2 separate regions of the Sus scrofa genome follow, and region 1 is linked to region 2. A link is a contact called in public HiChIP or PLAC-seq data. All regions are on one chromosome and are shown on one strand. Each heading gives the region's core, a stretch centred on a gene start, on an enhancer-like site or on the middle of the called end of the contact. The rest is flanking DNA. Distances are from core to core; before and after follow the strand shown.

Region 1 (6,234 bases), core at 12-2,511, 64 kb after region 2:
ACCCCCGCCCCGTTGATCCACACTTGGTAATGCCATAAACGGTCTCCTCCGTCAAAGCAATCTTTAGACTCTTCACAGTGACCTTAAGTCTTCAGTGCAAACCCACAGAAAACATTGCCACGCCACGTACAAGTCACCTGAATTTCAGTTTGGGTGATTCAGTCAGAACCACACGAAAAAGAAAAGAAACTTTCGGGGACAACTGACAGGAACCACAGAGGGGCGATGAAATTGCCCCATCCGGGGCTGGGGATCGTGAGCAAGGCGCGCTCCGCGGCTCTGGAAGCCGGTCACATACTATGTCCCACTCCACTTATGTAACTGGAAGATCGCCGGCGAACGGGGGGAGGAGGGGAGGGCGCTCAGATTCTGAGGCCACAGCACCCCCAAAGACCCTGGGGGCGAGCTCCCACCGAAGAGCCTCAGGTGCTGCCGGACACGCAGTCCCCGACCCACGGCTCCTGATGGTAACTATAACCGCCTCTTTATGATGAGCCGTGGGACCAGGAACACAATGTCTAGCGCCTTTTGTGGGTGGACAATAATTCCCACCTACTTGTTCCTGCTAGATGCGAAAGGAACTCGCTCGCAGTGGGGGCAGAAAGTCATGGAATGGGCGAGAAGGAGGGGGAGGCAAAGCCTGGAGATGGGGGTGAGAGCGCCGGAGCCCTTGTGGCGCACTCTCCCGACGGGAGGCGGACTGCGCACGCGCGTCGGTGGGGGGGCCGAGTAACGGGAGAGGGGGCGCGCGAGGGAGGGAGACGCGAAAGCGCGATCCAGGGAGAGGCCGGGGCCGCGGGCGCGCGACGGCGCCGCGGGCCCGAAGCCCCGCGAAGGGCACGACGCGCGCGCAGCCCCGACAGGCGAAGCCCCGGCGACAGGGGCGCCCGCGGGGCCAGGGGCCGGGATGCGCGCCGAAGGCGGGAGGGAGGGAGGGAGGGGGGAACCAGGCGAAGGCTGCCCTGGGAGGCTGCGCCGAGGACGGTCACCCGCAAGTGCGGGTAACGGGCCGAGGGGGGGGGGCCGTCACCAGCGGGAGGGGGAGGGTAAGAGAGGAGGGACGCCATCCGCCAGCCGTGTCGCCCGACCCCGCGGGCCCCTCCCGCGCCACGTCCCGCCCCTACCCCCGCCCCCCAGCAAGGGTCCCCGCCCGCGGCCGCAGCGGTCCCACTCACAGTCTCTCCTCCTCGCCTCCTCCTCCTCCTCCGCTCGGCGCGGCAGCGGCGGCGGCGGCCATTTTCCGGACGGCTTTTACCACAGCCCTCTCTCCGAGAGGAGGGAGCGCGCGCGCCGCCGACGCCGAGACCCCGCACGGCCGACGTCGCGCCCCGCCCTCCCGGCCGGCCTGCGCGCTGCTGCACCTGCGCACCCGCGCCCGGCCCCCGGCGCCGCCGCGAGCCCGCACGCCATTGGGTGCGGCGCCCGGGGTGGGGCGGGGTCTCGGCGGCGACGCCGCCAATTGGCGGGAGATCGTGTCCATTCCGGCAAGGGAAAAGGGGGCGGACGCCCCGTCTAGCTGCGGATTGGCTGCCAACGGCCGTCATTTGGGAAAAAGAAGCGGCTTGGGCTCCGGGGGGCTGGTTTAGTGGGCGGAATTTGAATATTAAGGATTAATGGGCCCTTGCGGATGCTGGAGCAAAGCTAGGCCTAGGCTCGGGACGCTTGTTTGCGCGGCCATGCCGGGCCCTCGACCCGCTGTCCACAAACACACCCAGTACGCCGCTATACGTGTTTCACCGCACCCGCATTTTCTCCACATTACCACCTTCAGTACAAGCAGCAAAGTTGCCTGACATTGTTCCAGCCGAGGGACCTTGGTTTAAGAGGCCTACCCAATGCATTCTTACATCTGACCTGTAGTGTGCCACACAATCACAGGGGCAGGGAATAAACTGAGGAACAAATCACAGCCTTGATCTTCTTGAAACTCTGATGGGGGAAGAGCCAAGGCTGCAGATAGTCTGGTGGAGGTGGGCAGAAGGCACAATGGAAGCACAAAGGCAGCAGCCCTTAACTGCCTGCACAGGAGAGGAAAGACTTCTAGAAGAAGTGATTTGGGAGCTAAGATCCACAGTGCCGGTGAGAAAAATATTTAAGAGTATGAGAAAAGTTTTAGCTAATGGAGTGTTCAGGATAGGCCTGTTTGTCTAGGCGACCTTACTCTGATTCCAGCTATCATCCGATTCATCCAGTGACCCTTGAGCTAGGGTCAAGGAACCCTCTGATTCTGATGTGGCTCCTTACCCTCTGTTAATTTATTAAATACACGTTATGGAAGACACTGTTCCAGGCTCTGGATGCACAGTACTGAATAAGACAGCAAAACTATCATTCCTGTGGGGGAGGCTTCATACAAAGCAATATGTACAAATAAGTGTGTAATATGTCTCCTAGTGATAAGCGCTTTCAGACAGATAAAGCAAGGGTAAAGGGGGTGCTGCTTATATAACCACAGGCTTTTGCTCACATATTATTCCCCATATGGCTATCTGGGGAGAGAAGAAGATGTTGGGCAAGTTCAAAGGCCCTGAGGAGAGACTACACCTGACGTGTTGAGGTCTCACGAGTAAGTTGATGTGGCTGGAAGAGTGACGGGGTATGTGGTTGGAGAGGCACCTGGAGCTGCCATGGGAACTGGAAGCTTCTTCTGAGATGAGAAGTCTTTGGAGGATTTTGAACTGGGAGCTGCCATCATCAGATGTCTATGGCAGGTACAGTGTGGAAATCTGTGGCGAGACAAAATGAGGAGCAAGAGCCCAGGCAGGAGGCCCTGACAGCAGTCTAGGAGAGGTGACAGTGGTTTTTCACTAGGGTGGTAGCAGTGAAGTTTCTGAGAAGTTGTGCAATCCAAGCTATGTTTTCAAAATTGAGCAGAGAAGATTGGAGGTAGGGCATAAAGAAAGAGAAGAAACAAGGATGCGTCCTGAGGTTTTGGCCTGAGCAACTGAGTGAACGGGCGCTTTCACCATGATGGGGAAAACTGTAGGAGTACATTTTTGGCGGTACAGGTCAAAGATTCTGTTTTGCCGTATTAAGCGTGGGCTGCCTATTAGACGTGCGATGCTGAGAAGAGATGTTGAGTGGGCAGTTGGGCAAACAAGCAGTTAATAAGTCAACAAACTGAACCTCCAATGCAAGAAAGTATAAAAGGAACAGCAGAGTAAACCTGGAGAAAATAGAAGGAAAAAAATGACAAGCATAGGGAATTCCCATTGTGGCTTGGCAGTAATGAACCCGACCAGTAACCGGAGGATTCAGGTTCAATCCCTGGCCTCCTCAGTGGGTTAAGGATCCGGCGTTGCCATGAGCTGTGGTGTAGGCGGCAGATACAGCTCAGATCCCATGTTCCCATGGCTGTGGAAGACACTGCACTGCCACAGGCTGGCAGCTGAAGCTCTGATTCGACCCCTAGCCTGGGAACTCCCATATGGAGCAGGTGCAGCCCTTGAAAAGCAAAAAAAAAAAAAAAAAAAAAAAAAGGCAAGCAGAGGTTGATAACACAGAAACATAATGATCAAGGAGATTTAGAACATCAAAAGATGATTATTTCAGGAGTTCCCTGGTGGCTCTATTGTGCCTCTGGTTGCTACTATGGCACAGGTTCGATCCTTGGCCCTAGAACTTTGGCATGCCCGGAGTGCAGCCAAAAAAAGAATGCTGATTAACTGAAAAGCTGGAAACAAAAGCCAACCCTCTAACAAGCTAGATATATAGAGAGAAGACACAAGTAAGTTATATTTAGAAATAAAAAGGAAACAATGACAGATACAATAGATTATACTGTAGATAATAGATAAAACAGATAAATTTTCTAAAAAGGTATTATAAACAACTATATGTTGTAACTGGAAAACATAAGTAAAACGAATAAGTTCCTAGAAGAGCACAGCTTACCAAAACTGACTTTAGAAAACAGGGAACCTGGCTAGATTCCCTATGGCCACAAAGCAATTGACTATGTTTTTTTAAAAAAATCTACCCTCCTCCAAAAAAAAGTTCAGAGAGCTTTACAGATGAGTTCTACCAAATCTTTAATGATTGGGTCATTCCAATCATAACGAAAGAACTCTCTCCAAACTTATTTTATGACTAACACAACTACTATAACAAGCCAGTGAAAGGAAGGCACAGGATGTGGAAATAGATGTAAAAATTGTAAACAAATAAGCTAAATCCAACAGTATGTATTGATGTATCCCAACAACGTTGAGTTTTATTCTAAAAATGCAAGGATGGTTTGAAACTAGAAAATTAGGCGTTCCCTTGTGGTGCAGTGGGTTCAGCATCCTGCGTTGTCACTGCTGTGGCTTGGGTTGCTGATGCGGTTCAGGTTCCATCCCCGGCCTGGGAACTTCCACGTGCCACAGATGTGGCCAAAAAAATTTAGAAAATCAAACTTACTGTTAAGTTTAAGGGAAACAAATTATATGATCAGGCCAATAGATACGGGAAAAGCCTTTGATAAAATTCAACACCTATTTATGATAAAAAAAAAAGCAACGACTTGAGAACTATGAATAGAAGGAATCTCACTAATCTGATCAAAGGTACCTATTAAAAAACTTAAAGCAAATATAATATTTAATGGGGATAAGTGGGAACAAAACAAAAAACAGGACAAGATCTATTCTTAGCGCAATGGGGTCTGTAGCATCTCTGCTGCGTCAGGATGCAGGTTCCATCTCTGGCAGGCACAGTGGATTAAAGGATCCAGTGCTGCTGCAGCTTCGGCATAGGTCACAGCTGCGGCTTAATCTGGATCCCTGGCCTGGGAACTCCACATGCCACCAGGCAGCCAAAAAATAATAATAAAAAAAACACACATCCTTCACCTTCCATTCTCATCTAAACCTTATCCTTGGAGTTTCACTGTGAAGGGAAAGACCATTAATCCCAAATGGATTTCCTTACAGTTCGGACGCAGGCACACAGACCCAGCCAGTAACAAAAAGCTGGAAAAGGAATGGGAAAAAAGATTCAACCCACTCTAGCTACCAAAATTATTAAACAGCTGGGAATAAACTTAATAAGAAATGCCAAAAAAACTATAAAACTTTACTGAAAAATATAAAAGAAGACCCGAAAAGAAAAAAGAAATTACCATGATCCTAGAAGATGTCAATTTTTTGTAAATTGACCTGGAAATTCTTTGCCTGAGTCAAATTTAGGCAATTTTATGGACTGTAGCAAGTTAATTCTAGATGGAGAAGAGAAAGTGTACCAAACTGGAAGTCAAGAAACCTTTTTTTTTGTCGTCGTTTGTGTTCCGCCACCCTGCCGCATGTTGCGTTCTGGGACCAGGGATCAGATCTGAGCCACAGTCACAACCCAAGCCACAGATGCAGCAGCTCGGGGTACTTAACCCACTGTGCTGGCCGCGGGATGGAACCGCAACCGCCGATCCCGATGCACCACAATGGGAACTCCTAGAAGTCAAAACATTTTGTTGTCGTTGTTGTTTTGTCTTTTCTAGGGCTGCACCTGGGGCATATGGAGGTTCCCAGGCTAGGGGTCGCATCGGAGCTGTAGCCACTGGTCTACACCACAGCCACAACAACGCCAGATCCTTAACCCACTGAGCGAGGCCAAGGATCCAACGGAAACCTCACGGTTCCTGGTCGGATTCGTTTCCGCTGCGCCACGACGGGAACTCCTCTATCAAATAGAGAGAGAGAGAGCGAGAGAGCGAGCAAATCCAAAATAACAACGGAAAACGAGAGGGGTAAAACAGTTCAAAGTTTTAGAACTAACATCCCAAATGATACCGTAAAGCACACAAATATATTTCAAACACTATGGAACATTTGCTAGAGTTGCTTATGAATTAGACCTCTCAGAAAAAAAAAAAACAGAAAGACTCGGAGTTCCCGTTGTGTCCCAGCAGAAACGAATCCGACGAGGAACCATGAGGTTGCAGGTTCGATCCCTGGCCTTGCTCCGTGGGTTAACGATCCGGTGTTGTCGTGAGCTGTGGTGTAGGTTGCAGACGCGGCTCGGATCCCGCGTTGCTGTGGCTCTGGCGTAGGCCGGTGGCTACAGCTCCGATTCGACCCCTAGCCGGGGAACCTCCAGATGCCGCGGGAGCGGCCCAAGAAATGGCAACAACAACAACAACAACAACAACAAAAAGACAAAAAAGACAAAAAAAAAAAAAAAAAAAAAACAAGCTTCAAAATACCTCTCTGGTTAAAGAGGAAACATAAACGAAAATTATAAACTCTGCAGAAATGAGAC
Region 2 (5,829 bases), core at 1,162-3,661:
GAATCGCCCGGGCCGTGCCCACAAGGATGTCCAGTCGCTGAGGCCAGGAGAGAGGGGGCCAGGCCTAGGTGCGGGGTGGCAGGAGGGGCAGAGGGGCAGAGGGGAGGCTGGGGGGCCATCGTTCTCTGACCCCCACCCTTCCCTGCACCCGCGACTCGCTGGGCCCCCGAGGAGCGAAGTCGCCGTCAGCTCCTTCAGAGGCGGCCGGGCGTGTGGCCGCCCTCGGCTCCTGAAGGTCGGCGTTCATTCCAGAGCCCCTCCCCGCCTTCCCCGGCACGGCCTGCTCGTCCCGAGCGGCTCGGGTGCGAGAGCAAAGACACTGGCCCCGCGCACGCAGCCCCGGCGTCTGGAGGGCGCCTCACGGGCTGGGCCCGGGTGCGCAGGCAGGCGGGGCGGCCTCCTCCGCTCAAGCCACTCTGAGTCCGGAGCCCCGCTTTCAGAGGCTTCCGGGCAGGTGAGAGCAGCAGGTGCCAAGCGTGCCCGCCTCGGGGCGGCCGTGCCAGGCCGGGTTAGGCTACCTGGACGTGGAGGCGGTCTTCCAGGAGCCGTTGGGCAGGAAGCCGTAGACGAGGCAGTAGCAGCCACTCTGAGCACAGTAGCCAGCAAAGTCCACGATGTTGGGGTGACGAAACCTGCTCGACAGAGTTGGGACTGAGCGCTGTGGCCCCCGCATCCACGCGCCTCCCATCTGGCCATCCCGGGGTGTGCGGTTCCTGCTGGCCCCTCGGCTGGCCCGGGCCTGGCAGGCTCCGCGGGACTGAGGGAGCCAGGTCCCAGGGTGTATGACCCTAGAGGCCGATGGGGCACCCCAGGCTCACCGTGACAACTGCTCCACTTCGGTGCGGAAGCTCTGCTTCACCGTGCTCCACTCCAGGTCTGCCTCCTGCAGCCCCCGGGGAAAAGGAGGGACGGGGACGGGCAGTGTGAGGCTCGTGCGGTCAAGGCTGCACGGCCACTCCCACTGCCACCTGTTCTGGGCCCGGAATAAGCAAGGGGCTGGGGGCTTTGAACAGAGGCATCGGAGGGTGGAAGAGCGGTGTGGGGGAGCAGCGGGGGGAGGACCGGGGCCTCTGCCGGCTGCTCCACGCACCTGCTTCAGCCTCTTCACAGCGTACACCGTGTTTCTCATCACCGCCCGGTACACACACCCGAAGCCGCCCTCCCCGATCTTCAGCGCGTCTGAGAAGTCCTGGGTGCCCTGGCGGATCTCGTGGAGGGGCCAGCAGAACGAAGAGGGGGCCCCCGGCAAGAGGGACCCTGAGCTTTCTGGGCTTGGCTGTGGGCAGAGACCCCGGATCAGGGGAGGCCTGTCTCCTCCCCTCTGCCCAGGCCACAAGCTCCTTCAACTCCCAGCGCCCCTGCTGGGCTGGCTGGGGCTCCCCAGTGTAGCGAAGGCTGGGTTTCTTCGGGCTTGTCTCAGACCCGCGGGCCCGCAGGACCCACCTACCTGGGTAGAGAGAGGGGCTGCAGATAGCGCTGGGGGCTGGAGGGCGGCAGGGCTTGTGTGAGGGCCGAGCTCAGGGTCAGAATGAGTCTGGGAGCCTGGAAAAGCTGCATAAAGACACCAGTGACAGGGAGACGGCGACCGGCCGCAGGATTCACTGCCATGGCCAGGGTCAAGGGGGTCCTTTTCTCAGGTTCCTCAAGCCCACACCCGGCCGGGCTGTCTTACCTGGGGAGAGGAGGGTGGAGGCTGACGAGTGCAACTTCCGGGGGCTGGGGGCCTTGGCCTCCAAGGGTGCAGAGATGCTGTTGGGCCTGGGGGTGGTGCTGCTCGGGGGCAGAAAAGGGGCGGAAGGGTGCCCTAGGACACCGAGGAAGGAAAGGACTGTTAGGCCCAGGCGCGGGGCGGGGAGGGGGGAAGAGCTCCGTGGGACGCCCTGGGCGACCCCTAGCCCGGGGCCCGGCGTGGGGGCGAGGGCCACCGCGCGCTCACATGCTGTGATGATGTCCCGCGCGCGGAGCAGCTGCAGGTGCGTGAGAATGCGCACGAGGTCGGCCACGCGGGCGTTGCGGTTGATCCACGGCCACAGGACGCTGGCCGTGCGCTGCCCGGAGCGCTCGCACAGCCTCAGCTCGGTCTGGTCGCGCACGATCAGGGCGGCTGCGGGGCGGGGGTCGTCAGGCCTGGGCGCCGGGGCCCCGCGCGCTCCCCGCCCCGCCCCGCCCCCGCCGGCCCGCCGCCACCCACCGAACTGGCACCAGTCGGCGGGCTCCAGGGCGTCCATCACCTTGTAGAAGCGGCACATGACCCAGGGCGGCACCTCGTACAAGAAGTGCTGGGCGCCGGGGACCGCGGGGTCTCCCGGGCCTGGCCCCCCGGCCATGGCCGCTGCCGCCGCCGCCCGGCCGGGGCCTCTCGCGGCCTTTCGGGGCCGCGGCGGGCGCGGGCCTCGGCCGGCCGGGTCCGCGGACACTGACTCACTTCCCCTTTAAGCCGGCCTCGTGCGACGCCCGGCGGGGCGGAAGGGGCGGTGCCCGGGCCCGCCGCCATGTCGCCCGCCGCTGCCGCCGCCGCCGCCGCGAGCCCCGGCCACACGGGGGCGCCGCGCGCGACCGCTCGGCGGGAAGGCTGCGCAGTGGGCCCGGCGCGGGGGGGGGGGGGCGGGGGGGGGGCGGGCTCCCAAGAGGAGGGGCGGGCTCGGAGCGGCGGCGGCGCGGGGTTGTTCCGGAAAGGGCTGGCACCGGGCCGGCCGAGGGGCCCCGGGAGGCCGTCTTAAGAAGTTGGTTTTATCTAGGAGGCAGCGGAGGGTGGTCAACGGATCCGGGCAGGGCAGGGTCAGATGTGGGTCGCAGAGGCGGCCTGGCCGAGGCGGGGTGCAGAAGAACGGTCTGGAAGCTTTACAGCAGGTCAGCCCAACTCAGCATTTCCAGCCACCTCCTGGGCGCGGGAGCCCATCTTTCCCGCTCTTTGCAGCACCTGCCGTATCTCTTTCTTTGTTGGCTCCTCCGCCACTGGCACATGAAACGTGTTTACATCTCTTGAAAAGAGGCCTTCGGTTCCTGCTGTCGCTCCTCCCTCTTGTCACCCTCCTGGCTCAGCTGGCGGTCCCCCCCTCCTTTCTGAAGCGCTCATCGGGCACCGAGCTCCCAGGGCTGGCCGCACACTGGTCGCACTCTGCTGGGCAGCCATTGGTGTCCTTGGGGTCTCAGGCGCTTGGCGCGGCAGCAGCTGCTATTTCCCTGTCACCTCCCTGAGCTTTCCTGGAGTCCATCTCTTGCCCACAGGCCCACTGCCCCCAGTGCTACCTCTTAGTGCCGGGTCGTCTTCCTTAGGCACAACTCAAGCCACCTCACTTGCCTGCTTCGGGCCTTCCCGGGGTTCCCCGAAGCCCTCCGCTGGGGTCCCAGCTCTTCCGCCCTGCCCCCACTGCTGTCGTCACCCAGCCCCTTCCTGTCCACCTCTGTCTAGCGCTCGGCACACAGCAGCAGCCTGCAGCCATCCAGAGCTCCTTAGGGTTCCAAGAATGCGACCTGCCCTGCAGCGACCTGCCCTGCAGCTGCGTGGCCCGCACCGGACCAGCTGGAGCTCAGACAGCCCCCCGGGCGGAAGCTCGGCGGAGAGCTCCCTGGGCCCCTCAGGCGAGCCTCCCACAGCCCCTGCTTGGCCGGCACCTCTGACGCGTCCTTCTTCAGCCTCTCCACTTGGCTGCCTCCCCCACCAGATGGCAAAGACCCCCCCCCAAAGCAGCCAGGGTGACTTCGCCTTTTGTTTCTCCAGCTGCTTGCCCGCTTCAAAGGCAACAGGTCTTTGCTGACCCCCAAGGGCTGCTCACCCCTCCGCCCCACGCCAGGCGGCGTTCCCAGAAAACAGGTCTGCCCAAGACGGGCCTCTCCCCGAACGATGCGGCCACCTCCAGCCACTCCCAAAGAGGAGGCCGGCCGCGCCCGGAGCCCCAGTGACTGACTCCCCACCAGGACAGCCCTAAGACTCCCCTTAACCACAGGGAACGATCGTGCGCGCCCACGCCGAGCTCCAAGCGAACCAGGACTGGGGCCGACTTGCTCCCGCTACACTGCAGCTGGCTCCCGGGACAGCGGACAGCGCTGGCCCCGAGGGATGCTCAGCACACACCCACGGTGAACGTCGCCCCTTAACGTTCACGGACACGGCTTTGCAGCGCACCGCCTAGGAGGTGTGTCCACGTTTGTGTGTGATGCTGGACTCTGAGCAGTCGTTGTCCCCTCCAGGCCATCAGCAGCCTGCTGGAAGTCGGCTGGGGCGGGGCTGGCAGCTCCAGAGAGCCCACTGCCTTCCAGGACGCCGGGGAGCACAGGCAGGGTGTGAGCGCGCCCCCTTCAGGCCGGGATCCAGGTCAGCCGAAGCCAGGGGAGGGTCGTGGGCGGTAGGCACAGCAGCAGGAGCCGAGCTGGCGGCTGGGGCGCGGTGTTTCCAAAGGCACCTGGGCACATCCCTTGGGCACAGCCAGAACCGGAGACACCCCTACCCTGGCCCCTCAGGAGCAGGGACGTCGTGCTGCTGTGCTGAAGGCCTGCCGCCCCAGAGCTTCCCGGCCCGCGCAGGCGTGCCCCAAGGGAGGCCCGCGGGAGCGGCTTGCCCTTTCTTCCCACGCCAGTCCTGAGAGCGGCTGGCTTCCTCGTGCTCAGGGCCAGAGCGAATCAGGGAACACCGCCGTGCTGTCCTGTGAGCTGTCTGATAATGAAAGCCCAGACCTTGAGTCACTTTCACAGAGAGATTTATCGAGAATGCTAACAGCACAGGATACAGTACTTCCCAACAAAAGGTGCAAACGCGTCACTTAAAAGGCATGCTGAGTATTCTTGGCTTTCACACGTATTAAAAAACTTACAAAAATAAAAGGAAACTGCGTGCTGCCCATCTTTTCAAATAGTAAAAGAACCTTATGAAAAAATCACTTGATTTTACAACAAAAGACACAAACGGACATTTTTATGTAAATTTATAAGGCAAACTCTTTATATAATAAATAGGTTACAGGGATTCAGTGGGGGGTGTTTTTGAAACGTATACAGGTACATTCAGACAGGTTTACTGAAATGGTACAAATTTCCTTAATAAATTGCCTTTTGTTTTTAAATATATCAGTGCTTTCAGTCATTTGGCTATACACAAAGAACCTTTTTTTGAACACTACAAAAAAGCAATCAATATTTTTTGTTTTTAAAACGACCTACTTATTTTTCTAAAGTAATTGTCCCAAAACACAAAAACTGAAGGTGAATGCGATAGAGGGCTTTTGGAGACATCTCCAGCCAAGTCTGTCCTGGGCTGTTCCCCGCGCCCCACGCACGCCTTGCCCACCCTCGGGCGGGCTTCTGGGCTGGAGCCAGCTCCCTCTGCACTGGGCCACCTGTGTCACTGCGACTCAGGACGGGGCAGCGACTCTGTCGGGTTCTTGCCGCTACTCAACCCCACGCGCAAACAGTCGCCACAGTCAGCACTGTGCTCACCTTTCAGAGGAGGGGCCGCCAGGCGCTAAGGGGGCACGCGTTTGTCCCTGCTCCATCAGCCCTCCACAGTGTCTGGGAGGCAACGGCTTCTCTGAGAAGGAGGATCTGGACTTGCCATGAAAAAAGAAGGGGGTTTCTCACGTCCAAATTTTGCTGGGGATTGGATGACAGCAAAGAGAGGGCACCCCCTCCGCCATCACCTCTTCGTCTGGGCACGGGGGGGGATTGAGAGGTCACGTCACGAGCGAGCACTGCGGGACGGGGCGGGAGGGGACGACGGTGCCCTGATCAGTAATGCCCACCCTGAACAGTAATGCCCTGTCAACGTATACCCGACCTGTGGCCATGGCGCAGGTCTCCAGGGAGATGCCCACCCTCTGTCTGAGCTGCACCACT

Evidence for each region. HiChIP or PLAC-seq counts read pairs in DNA pulled down with a chosen protein or histone mark.
Region 1: an H3K27ac HiChIP or PLAC-seq map of alveolar macrophages shows a contact between it and region 2. The contact joins the promoter of MECP2 here to the promoter of IRAK1 in region 2. A contact is called at or near these places in 1 of 5 promoter capture datasets (fetal liver), 12 of 47 Hi-C or Micro-C datasets (brain, embryonic fibroblasts, fetal liver and 7 more) and 2 of 2 datasets of contacts at active chromatin or transcription factors (alveolar macrophages and skeletal muscle).

Annotation. Positions count from the first base shown.
Region 1 is chrX:124,787,802-124,794,035 of Sscrofa11.1, forward strand. It overlaps MECP2 (methyl-CpG-binding protein 2), which reads right to left and starts at 1,262. Exons shown (of 5, transcript XM_021080802.1): 1 at 1,176-1,262.
Region 2 is chrX:124,722,444-124,728,272 of Sscrofa11.1, forward strand. IRAK1 (interleukin-1 receptor-associated kinase 1) reads right to left here and starts at 2,412. Exons shown (of 15, transcript XM_003135490.4): 1 at 2,192-2,412; 2 at 1,937-2,104; 3 at 1,673-1,804; 4 at 1,448-1,551; 5 at 1,091-1,276; 6 at 819-883; 7 at 547-632; 8 at 519-544; 9 at 1-64. The coding sequence starts at 2,327. It overlaps LOC106507059 (a long non-coding RNA gene), which reads left to right and starts at 2,609. Exons shown (of 2, transcript XR_001302752.2): 1 at 2,609-2,850; 2 at 3,413-5,829.